Linked DNA regions of Mus musculus: all the other regions are linked to region 2. The links are chromatin contacts, called in public promoter capture Hi-C maps. All regions are on one chromosome and are shown on one strand. The core of a region is the stretch at or near the end of the contact, and the rest is flanking DNA. Distances in the headings are between cores, read along the strand shown.

Evidence for each region. Promoter capture Hi-C pulls out the DNA fragments that hold promoters and counts their contacts.
Region 1: a contact with region 2 is called in a promoter capture Hi-C map of second pharyngeal arch cranial neural crest. The contact joins the promoter of Mgat3 here to the promoter of Cby1 in region 2. A contact is called at or near these places in 2 of 39 promoter capture datasets (cranial neural crest and second pharyngeal arch cranial neural crest) and 1 of 115 datasets of contacts at active chromatin or transcription factors (pancreatic cancer cells).
Region 3: a promoter capture Hi-C map of liver shows a contact between it and region 2, with 4 times the contacts expected there. The contact joins the promoter of Micall1 here to the promoter of Cby1 in region 2. A contact is called at or near these places in 14 of 39 promoter capture datasets (the 3T3-L1 cell line, 3T3-L1-derived adipocytes, the C10 cell line and 8 more), 1 of 484 Hi-C or Micro-C datasets (the G1E-ER4 cell line), 4 of 115 datasets of contacts at active chromatin or transcription factors (embryonic forebrain, embryonic hindbrain, embryonic stem cells and 1 more) and 2 of 9 other capture datasets (adipose tissue and liver).
Region 4: a promoter capture Hi-C map of liver shows a contact between it and region 2, with 4 times the contacts expected there. The contact joins the promoter of Eif3l here to the promoter of Cby1 in region 2. A contact is called at or near these places in 17 of 39 promoter capture datasets (the 3T3-L1 cell line, 3T3-L1-derived adipocytes, the C10 cell line and 11 more), 1 of 115 datasets of contacts at active chromatin or transcription factors (bone marrow-derived macrophages) and 1 of 9 other capture datasets (macrophages).

The regions. Positions count from the first base shown.
Region 1 is chr15:80,172,432-80,175,131 of GRCm38.p6, forward strand. Mgat3 (mannoside acetylglucosaminyltransferase 3) reads left to right here and starts at 1,290. Exons shown (of 2, transcript NM_010795.4): 1 at 1,290-1,407.
Region 2 is chr15:79,657,857-79,660,556 of GRCm38.p6, forward strand. Cby1 (chibby family member 1, beta catenin antagonist) reads left to right here and starts at 1,371. Exons shown (of 5, transcript NM_028634.3): 1 at 1,371-1,437. Fam227a (family with sequence similarity 227, member A) reads right to left here and starts at 1,100. Exons shown (of 18, transcript NM_029407.1): 1 at 825-1,100.
Region 3 is chr15:79,107,642-79,110,341 of GRCm38.p6, forward strand. It overlaps Micall1 (microtubule associated monooxygenase, calponin and LIM domain containing -like 1), which reads left to right and starts at 1,342. Exons shown (of 16, transcript NM_177461.1): 1 at 1,342-1,788. The coding sequence starts at 1,643.
Region 4 is chr15:79,073,851-79,076,600 of GRCm38.p6, forward strand. Eif3l (eukaryotic translation initiation factor 3, subunit L) reads left to right here and starts at 1,373. Exons shown (of 13, transcript NM_145139.2): 1 at 1,373-1,442; 2 at 1,921-1,969. The coding sequence starts at 1,410.

The DNA.
Region 1 (2,700 bases), core at 40-2,539, 510 kb after region 2:
GGTGTACTGGTTTTTAGGTCACAACAGAATGCCTCAAATCAAGAAAAAGTGTCAGGGCTGGAGAAATGGCTCAGTGGTTAAGAGCACCCTTCCAGAGAATCTGAGATCAAGTCCCAGCACCCATGTCAGGTGCTTCTGACTGCAATCCAGCAGGGCTCTGGGGATATTTAGATCATTTAGAGCCGGGTGTTGGTGGTGCACGCCTTTAATCCCAGCACTCAGGAGGCAGAGGCAGGCAGATCTCTGTGAGTTCAAGGCCAGCCTGGTCTACAGAGTTGAGTTCCAGGACAGCCAGGGCTACACAAGAGAATCCCTGTCTTGAAAAAACAAAATAAATAAATCTATCATAGGTGACCTGAGTGCTAGAGATGCCCATTATAAGCAGCATCCTGGGGGTGGGGGGTGGGGAAGAAGAATGGAGAAACCTCCAAGTCTGGGGTTGAATCCCAGATCCAGCACATTCTGTCACCCTCTGCGCCTCATGGGTGGCTTTGTGCATTGATGAAGAGGGTGGAGGCAGAAGGATGTACAGAGGCCAACACATCCGAGCAAGACACAAACTAGCACGGACACTGTGTCGACCCAGTACCCAGTGTTTTAGACGCTTTCCTGTACCAGGCCTCTGCATAGGGCTACAGTGATGTACACACCGGTCAGGACTTTGTCACACCACCACACAGGAGGCCTGTGCCCCCAGCCACAGTATGCCCACAATCACGCCACAGTACGGATCTATCTACACACCCCATGCACATAAGGGCCAATCTATCACACGCTGCAGAACACAGACACACAGATCCACTCACACGCAGAGCCCGACAAGCACTTTGGCCAGCTCCGCCTCACACAGCACACACACCCGCACAGGACGCCCGGGCAGTGGGCCGGCGCACGCACGGTCACAGGCAGGGCACGCGCACACTCGCGCGTCCGATTGCTGCGCACACACACACACACAGAAACACACACATACACACGAAAGAGGCGCGGGGCGGTGGCGGGAGCTCGCGGTCCAGGCGCCCCTGGCCCGGAGCGCGCAAAGCCCGGCTGGCGGGGGAGGGGACGCGGCCGCGCGGGGGCGGGGCGGGGGCCGGCGGGAGCGGGCACCTCCAGCGCAGCGCTCGGCCTCGCCGCCGCGCCCCCGCTACCGCCCCGGGGTGCAGTCAAGCGGCCGCGCCGGGCCCGCGGGACGGGGTGGAGGTGGGGTGGGGGGCGGGGATCGGGCCGGGCCCGGGCCGCGCTGCCTGCGATGCCGGGCGCCCGCCGCAGCCGCCGCCGCCGGAGCCCGGGATGGGGCGAGGAGAGGCTGCGGCGGACGCCAGCATCTCCCCGCCGGGGACCCCGGGGGCCCCGGAGCCGCCGCCGCCGCTGCTTCTACCGCCGCTGCTGAGACCCAGCGGACGATGGGTGAGTTGACCCTGGAGCCGGGGACCCGCGCCGCAGCCCTGCATCTTCCCCGCACCCCAGGCCTCGCCTCCGCGTCCTCCCCACTCCCGTCTCCCCCCGTGGTGGTCCCGCAGCCCCGGGGGCGGGGGCATGGGGCCGAGTAGGGGCGAGATGTGGGGGACTGCTTAACCGGCGCCCCCTGCCCCCACCCGCCTGCTCTCCGCAGCTCTCCGTGGCCGCGGGGCAGAGCCTGGCGCGGCGACCCCCTCCCTTGGCTGGACCGGGGTGGGGTGGGGGCGTCCCGAGGCGCGGAGCTCCAGCCATGCTTTGTGCGCTGCGCTCCCTTCCACCTCCGGCGCAGCTCGGGGCTGGGGGCGCGAGGCCTCAGCTCTTGCCTTCCCCACCCCCGATCCCGGGCTGCTGCGGCTGCTGGCCGAGGCCCAGGCGCGGTTGGGGTGCTGGGCGAGTGTGGGGGCTGTGGCTGGAGCTGTAACTACAGCTGCCTTAGTGGGGAGCAGGGAAAAGCTTAGCATGAGAGGCCCCCACCTTCTACTGGGGAGGGGTCTCCCTCTCTTTGCACTGCACTGCCCAGGGCGGAGGAGGGCTCCTGGCTGGGGGAGGGCGCTATAAATATCTACAAATAGTTCTAGAACCGGGCTGGGGTGGGGAGGGGAGCTTGCTTGGTTGTGCTAGTGGCGGGGGTGCCTGAGCTGGGGCGCAGCATCTCTGACTGCTGCGCCCCAGTCATCTCCGATGGCCTGAGGTCTGATGATGTTCCCTCGCCTGCGGAACTCAGAAGGGGGATGTAGGCAGGAACATTTTCCCTACTGGGATTTTTCTGTGGTCCTCCATCATCTCTGGGACACGGGTGCAGAAATGCCTTCATGGGGGATTGACCTGGAGGGACACAGTTATTAAAGGTCCAGGCAATGAGCCAACCGTGAGGATGACAGGGAGAGCAAGACAAGGCTCTCTCCTTCTGGGAGCTGGCAACTCCAGGATTATTAGTGCTGCCCAACGCTAAGGAGATAGGCAGGGTTTCTGGGAAAGTTAGAAAGAGGGGCTCTTTGCTCTAGGGAGGAAGAACCTACTGGAAGACGGAAAAGTTCCCAGGGCTGAAGAAATAGTAAGAGAAAGGACCGAGAGATGTGCTCTCTGGTGTGTTGAGAGATGGTGTGTAGCATGGTGGGACACTGAACCACGAGGAGAAATGAGCTGAAGAGTGGGTATCCATGTGTGGCCAGCTGTGGTTGTATAGTGATTAGTACTGTATGTTATGGTTGCAACAACCATGGTTCGAATCTGAGTCCCAAC
Region 2 (2,700 bases), core at 121-2,620:
TAATAAATAAATAAATAAATCTTAAAAAAAAAAAAACAAACAAAGCAAAAGGGTAGGGGTTGAAGGCAGGCTGGGTGTGTGTCTGTAATTCCAGCACTGAGAGGCTGAGGCAGGAGGATGAGATAAGGAGTACCCAGGGAGACTTTATCTCAAAATACGAAAGGTGCTTCGGGGATAGCACCGGTAGAGGGCGCACAAGGTTTAATATCAAAAAGCTTCTAGAGCCTGGCGGTGGTGGCGGACGCCTTTAATCCCAGCACTTGGGAGGCAGGCGGATTTCTGAGTTTGAGGCCAGCCTGGTCAACAGACTGAGTTCCAGGACAGCCAGGGCTACACAGAGAAACCCTGTCTCGAAAAAAACAAACAAGCAAACAAACAAACATACAAACAAACAAACAAACAAAAAAACTTCTAGAATGATCGCAACTTTCAAATGTGTTCTGCTTTATGTTTCTGTAGCGGTTGCTACACTAGATATGGTTGATTTTGATGTGGAATTCTCTCTTCGAACGCTGTGTGGCAAAGGTGGAGGAAGACTGCTTGGAGCTGGGTCCTGTCCTTTATGGTGGGATGACCTCGTACACCCACTAGGCAGCCAAGAAACGCCTCCTGGATGGCCATTTCTTCATTTACCAAACCGAGCTACAATGTCCTTAGGACTTGAGGAATCCTGGAGCTGACTCTCCAGTTCTCTACCCCTTGTACACTGGGCAACCTTCCCTGGACCTCAGTTTCCCTTGCTTGTGGGAGTGTGGAGGAGGCAAGACTGGCAGGAGCCAGTTTGCTACTGGCAGGGAGTCGTCATATCTGTCCGTCTGTCTTACCTGAAAGCTTCGGCAGAAGCGTCAGGGCGGGTTCCGCCACCAGCCCCTCCAGTGACCGGACCAAGCTCCGGATGTCCGCCAGCATCCGCGGCCCAAGGGGCGCGGTTTGCTTTGTGGCCGGGGCGGGGGAGCTGCAGGTCGGTCCATTTTGCTACTGTGAGTCCAGCCTGGGTCACCACTTAACATTTTTAACACAACAAAGCAGCTTTCGGCCTGCTTTGTTGCCAAGGAAAACGATTACTATGACGACGGCGGCGCTGACCCGGGGACCAGACCAACGTATTTAGGGGGTCATGCCTCTCCCAGCCTATGCCACAAGGCATGTGTGTATCTCCAGAAGTCGTGCCCAAGGCATGTGTGTATCTCCAGAAGTCGTGCCCAAGGCTTTCTTCTATTCGTGAACCTTAGAGAGTCCGCAGGGGCTCCGCTGCTTCGCGGAGGCTCGTCTCGGAGCTGGCTCCCTCTGCATTCTCAGTGGTAGAAGCCAGAGAGGCTGCGCATGCGCACGATGGTTGCCCGGCGCCGGCCAATCGCGGTCGCGGCGGTTGACGCGGCCTGGGCAGATCCTTGCAGAAAGCTGCAGGCTAGCTCGGGATTCCGGCTTCGCAGACAGGTACCTCTGGGAGCGGCGGGCGGATATCCGTGCCAGTAGTGGTGGGTGGGATGCCCGGGTACCCCTGGAGAAGCGGGCAGGCTGGACCGTGGCATGCTCCGCGGGCACCTCTTGCGACGGAGACTCGGAGATGGTGTTTTGACCCCATCCTTTGAAGGTCTTCTCCTAACCCGTACAGAACTCTTTGGGTTTTGTGACCCGTGAGACTGGCTGGCTCTTAACTTTTTCGAGACACCTTTCCCTTTGAGAATCCAGTGAAAACCAAAGATGCTTCCTTCCTTTATTTTTTGTCAGAATGAAGAGAATGTATTTTATAGCCTGATGCAAACTAAAGCTTCGCACAGTAAGTGCATTTCCCTGTAAAGGGGGACAATTTGATCTACTTCTCAGGGTCATGGTGAGCATCAAATGTCCCAACAGTTTGTAAACATGAAAGCACTCTTAACCTACGAGCTGCAGGCTGTTATCATTCGTGATTATAAATAAGGGACGTCACTGGCCGGAGAAATGGATCAGAGTCTCAGAGAACTGGTTGCTGTTGCAGAGAACTGGGATTCGATTCCCAGCTCACAAACGCCAGTAACTCTAGTTGTAGAATCTGCAGACACAAGGCACGACCATGGTATCCCAGGCAAAACACTCAGACACATTAAAAACAACAGCAAACAAAGCCTTTGAGGCCCTTGGGGGATGATAAAACGTTGGACTCCCCAGAGGGTGAGCAACAGGGTTGGTTGGGAACCAAGTGCAAACCTTTAATTTTCTTGGCCCATAGTCTTCTATGAGAGAGCTTCCCTAAAGAACCCTAGGATACCTTGAACGGTGTGTGTATGTGTGTGTGTTTAAAAAAAAAAATCTGTGAAGGGGACTAGAGAAAAGGCTCAGTGAATGTGGGTACTTGCTGCTCAAGTGTGAGACCATGGATTCAAGTCCCCAACATCTCAGTTAAAAGCCTACCACAAGCCGGCGCGTGGTGGCACACGCCTTTAATCCCAGCACTCGGGAGGCAGAGGCAGGCGGATTTCTGAGTTCGAGGCCAGCCTGGTCTACAAAGTGAAGTTCCAGGACAGCCAGGGCTACACAGAGAAACCCTATCTCGAAAAACCAAAAAAAAAAAAAAAAAAAAAGCCTGCTACAAGCTCGGACCCCTGCAATGCTAACACTGTTGGTGGCGGAGACAGGATTGCTTGTGCTCGCTGGCCGCCAGTCTAGCTCCAGGTTCAGTGAGAGACCCCATCTAAAGGGAATGCAACAGGACACCTG
Region 3 (2,700 bases), core at 92-2,591, 550 kb before region 2:
ATTGTAACCTCAGGATTCCTTCAAGCCATGTATGAACACTTGAGCCATTCTGCCCAGTTTTTTTTTTTGGGGGGGGGGCGGTTTCAAGACAGGGTTTCTCTGTGTAGCCCTGGCTGTCCTGGAACTCACTCTGTAGACCAGGTTGGCCTCGAACTCAGAAATCCACCTGCCTCTGCCTCCGAGTGCTGGGCTTACAGGCATGCACCACCAATGCCCAGCTTCTGCCCAGTTTTTAAGTTTTGAAACAAGTCTCTTGTAGCCCAGGCTGGCAAGCACCTCTCGGGCATAAACTACAAGGCTCTATCTTCATTTTCAAGATATGAAACTATAATTCAAGGTGACACAAGATCACGTTGCTGGGGAGGGAGGGAACCAGGATTTGAGCCTGGGTTAACAGAACTCCAAAATCCTGTTTCAGATGACTAAAACCCTGTTCATTCCCTCAGAAGGGAGCAGCAGACTCATTCCTACAAGCTACACATAGGTCAGAGTGATGTCACCATCTCTGCGGGGCTGATTCATCAGCCTGGGTTTATTTAGGAGGCGCCTCTGGGGGAGGGGTCTCCTGGTGGGGTCTTGAAGAAACTATCAAACCAGGCGTTGGAAGCAGAGGTTTTCCTCTGTGTCGGTTTCTAGGTCCTTTCAGCAAGAGCCCAGCCATTCTAAAAGTTGAAGAGACAGAGCCCCGGAAGGATCTATGATCCCCTAGTTTACACGGAGAGAGGGAACCAGAAAGGACCAACTTGGTTGTGGGGTCCCCAGCCTGTCATACTACATAGCTCTCTGGCCTGGTGGTAGTAAAGGTGTTTGGATCCCCTAGGCAGGCCGTGGGGGGAGGGGCGGGCGTTCGAAGTGTTGTAGCGCGGTGGGGTATGGAAGAAAGCTGGTGGCCATCTGGAGGTCTGGGATCTGTGGGGAAAGTGCCTCGACTTTCAGACCAGTCGTGGGTGTGGTTCAGAGAAGTCAGTGAGGAGAATCTGAAGGTTCCTAAGGGTGAGCTTGAGGCAGGCTAGCAGCAAAGCCAGAGTGTCCCACCTCTTGGGGTAGGAGGGCCTGGGGAGACTGCGGGGTGGCGTTGGGGAGGGGCTAGCCAGCGAGGAGTTGTCCCTTCTTCCAGGAGGGGCTCCCCAAGGGAAGGGTTGACTCGATCTGGAGGAGAGGGGCTATGTGGGGCGTCCGCCCTTCCGGGGAAGGGGCTCGACGGCGGGGGCGGGGCCGCAGGGTGGGGCCCCATCCTCCTCGCGCTCCCCCGCGACGCGGGCGGGCAGGGGCGGGGACGGAGGCGGTGGGCGCCCGCGGCCGGCCCACAATGAGGACAGCGGGCCGCGGTGAGTAAGCGGCGGCCGCCCGGGCCGGGCCACGCGGGGCGGAGGCTTCGCGGGCAGGTCGGGGCAGGCTGGCCGGGCGGGGTCGGGAGCCGAGTCCGCAGCCCTAGCCGCGCCAGAGCGGAGCGAAGACACCGAGGCCCCGCCCCGGCCGCCGGTGGCGCCCCGACCTCCGAGCCGCGCCGCAGACACAGCCGGAAACTGGCCCTGCCGGAGCGCAAGCGGCAGCCCAGTGCCACCTGACCCCGAGTCGGAGCCACACGAACCGGAGCCCAAGTCCGAGCCCCAGTCCGGGCCGTCTCCGAGCCGGGCCTGCCATGGCGGGGCCGCGGGGCGCTCTCCTGGCCTGGTGTCGCCGCCAGTGCGAGGGCTACCGCGGCGTGGACATCCGCGACCTGAGCAGCTCCTTCCGGGACGGCCTGGCTTTCTGCGCCATCCTGCACCGGCACCGGCCCGACCTGCTGTGAGTGCCCGGGGTGCGCGAGCGAGCACGCGGGGCTGGGGACCGCCGCTCCCCTCAATGACGCGGTGGCACGCGCCGCCCTGAGAGGTCCGGGACCTCACACCCGCCGCTTCTGAACGCGGAGCAGGGCCACCCGAGACCCCAAGACCGTGCACCCCCTCCCCCACCTCGGGCCACTGGTGTCAGGCTCTGACCTCTAAGAGGGAACTCTGACCCGTCCTTCGGGACGTCGTTACTCTAGGCTCCAGCAGAAATACTGAGCCTCGCTTCCTCCATTGGCGTCAGAGCATAGTAACCCCAAACTTGACTGTAGGAGATGAGAATATGCCACTCCCCCAGTTAGGCTTCCTTTAAGTTCGAGCTGGTCCCCGGGTGCTCTGGGAGGCTGACTTCTTTCTAATAGAAATTTACATCTTTGTAAGGGCACCTACCGGAAAGGGTCTTCAGAAAGAATGCGGCCCCAGATCACTTCCTACCTGGGAGAAGCTGCCGGGCTTCGGCTTTACTCACTTCCCCATCCTTCCCTCCCCTAGAAGACAAACCCCATTCCTTTCTATAGATAAGCGGCTATCATCCGGCACAGCAAGTCCCATATTTTGTGGGACTTCCGTGGGAATGTAGGTCATTAGTTTTAATTCTCTCTTCAGCTAGTTTGCCATTTACATTTAAGGCGCAAAGAACCTAGAGGGATGGAGGAGAAAGCTTTTGTAAGGCACTTTGGGCAGATACTCTGTAGGGCACTAACCCCGTTTCTGGCACAGGGTTCCTAGCTAAATGGCTGTCAGGTGACTGCGGGTACACTACTTCCCCAAACCACCTCGATAGGAATCTGTCTAGGTGTATGGTCCCGCGGCTCTGCTGGTTACAGTGGGGAACAAAGATGGAGCAGAAATTAGGAGCCAGGCAGGGGAG
Region 4 (2,750 bases), core at 123-2,622, 580 kb before region 2:
TGGGGTGAGGGGTATGGGTGTGGTAGTACACACCTCTGATCCCAACACTCAGGAGGCAGAGGCAGGTGGATCTCTGAGTTTGAGGTCATCCTGGTCTACATAATAGACCCTAGGACACCCAGAATTACATAATAGAAAGATCCTGTCTAAAACCAAATGAGCAGGGAGGTAGCTATGCAAGCCTTTAATCCCAGTAAGCAGGGGGCAGAGGCAGGTGGATCTCTTGAGTTCAAGGGCAGTCTGGTCTACAGACTGAGTTCCAGGACAGCCAGGGGTACAGCTGGCTGATTTTTGAAAAATCAGCTGTAACTCCAGAGGATTGATGCCCTGTGTGCATAATTCACTCATACAGAGGAATAAATAATCTTAAAAGTAAGGTCTTTATTAAACCCTAATTCTTTCTTGCTTAAATAAACCAAAGCAACCAGACAGGCAAACAAAAGGAACGACTTTAAGGAGTCTAGGGCTTAAGGAGCCAGGGGGGAGAATGGCAGTTCTAAATAGGACGCTTTGAGTAGAGGGCGTTGATTAGCAACACTCGTCCAGCAAACTCCTGTCTTCAACAGAGAGCCAGGCAGTGATACCGGGGTCATTTGTACTAAAGTCTGGTCAGAGGTAAGCATGAGTGCCGAAGCCCAGAGTTGTGTACCTGGCTGTAATAAGCAGAGATTGTTGTGACCCGGAGACAAGGATGCAGGTGCCCAAAAGGTAAGGCAAATCAGCTGTTCAGGGATTGGTTCTCGCCTTCCACCATGTGGGTCTCCCACATCGAACTCAGGTCGTTAGGCTTGGTGTCAAGGGCCTTCACCAGTTTGGTCATCCTGAGTGTTCTCAGGTTGATTTTTTTTTTTTTTTTTTTTTTTTTTTTGGTGGTGGTGGTGTGGGGGAGAAATTTCTCGCTGCAGGCAAAACCGTTTACACCTAAATCTAAGGTCAGGAACGCTACATCTTAGCAGGTCACTTGTCATCGTCTCTGTACCGTTTTCTTCTGATTTCTCTTTATTTTTGTTGTTGTTGTTTTGGAGACCCCGCTTTATAATCAGATTGGCCTGGAAATAACTAACTTTGGTTATCCTCGAATTTGTTGCAGTCTCCTGCCTCCGCCATCCTTGAGATGGCAGATGTGAGTCAACAGGGTCTAGGCATTCTTCCCCTTTATCGCTTGCCCGCCCCTACTTCTGCGTGCACACCATACTCCACAATAATGTCCTTTGAAAAGCCCGTTTTGCAGGGAGGAAGGAACTCTGATAGTTTAGGAACTCCGTCCTTCCAATCAGAGCTACTTCGCTTCCCCGGCGACCCCGGAAAGGCTTTCGGGCAGGTTGGGCTGGGCGGGACTTCCGGTCCGGCCAAGCAGGCGCGGAGTTCTTCTTCCGCTCTCTCCCACGGGCTTCTGGAGCGCCGTAGCCATGTCTTACCCCGCTGATGACTACGAGTCTGAGGTAATGAAGCGGTGAGCGCGTGGCGGGGTCCGCGGTGGGCACCCGGTTCGGTGGGATCTGTCCCCGAGGTGAGGCGGCGTCCAGATCGGGCCGGAACAAGCGGACCTCGATCATTCCGGCCCTCCCGGCCCCGGGTCTCCTCCCCGGGTCCCTCCTCTGCCGGCCGTATGTCCCCGCGTGTAGTCGCAGTCAGTCGGAGGCGGGCTGAAGGGTGTTTAATGCTGAGTTCTTGGCTCTCATGGCGTCTGCTTCAGACGGGGCTATTACTGTGTTTTTCTTGTCTTGTTGCACCTGTAAGCGTGTTTTGTGCTTGCCCGGGGTCCCTTTTCTCTCACACATGTGAAGCCCTCCGAGGTAGCGACTGTCAGTCTTATCTGAGTAGTATGTTTTGCCTCCTGCTTGACATGGAGGCCCGAGGACGAGCATTTTTGGAGTCCCCATTTGGCGTGTCTCCCTAACTTTGTCTCTTTCCTTGCAGGCTGCTTATGATCCCTACGCCTACCCGGGCGACTATGATATGCACACAGGTGAGGCTCTCAGTTTGCCCGGCTGTCTCTTGCCTTCCAAGGATTGGCACTTTTTTCTTTGACCATCTCAGCGTTGACTCCCAACAGGGACCTGTTAAAAACTGCGTCCTAATGGAGTGGTGGAGTCGGCCATTAGGTCTGATTGGTAGGGTTGTGAAGAGTCTAATTAAACCAGGCCTTTTTTGTGGTCTACCTGCCCACGTCAGAAGAGGACCATCACTGACCCGGCTAGGTTTTTCTTACTTGGGGCAGATTTTATTTGTTATACTGGGGTGGAACCCAGAGCCCCATGCTTGTGGACGGTCTCTGAACCACACCCACAGCCCTCCTCCCTGAGCTGTCTGGCCAAGGTCAAAAAGCTTTGTGGCTTTGTTGTTTGGGTGCCGGAGATGAGATTAAACCACACACTCCAGCCCCAAAGAAGGAAATCTTGGTGTGAAAATCTTCCTTGATTCAAACCAAGTCTAAGTGAAATACTTTGGGGAGGCTTTTGAAGTTTACCGAAATGTTCTAGTCACTTTGAGATTAAGTAAGTACCAAGTGGCTTGCGATGCTCACAGCATGTATTTTATTGGCCCTTACAGTAGAGTAGTTTTACAAAGTAAGCATGTTAATGTGTCTTTAAAGGTGAAAGAAAATAGCGTACTATGCATCATTTGGTTAGAAAGTGAGTTTCCTTTCCTGTTTTTTAAAGATGGGGGTCTCGTTATGTAGCTCTGGCTATCCCGGAACTCACTATATAGAGCATGCTAGCCTCACAGATTCAGCTGTCTGAGGGTTG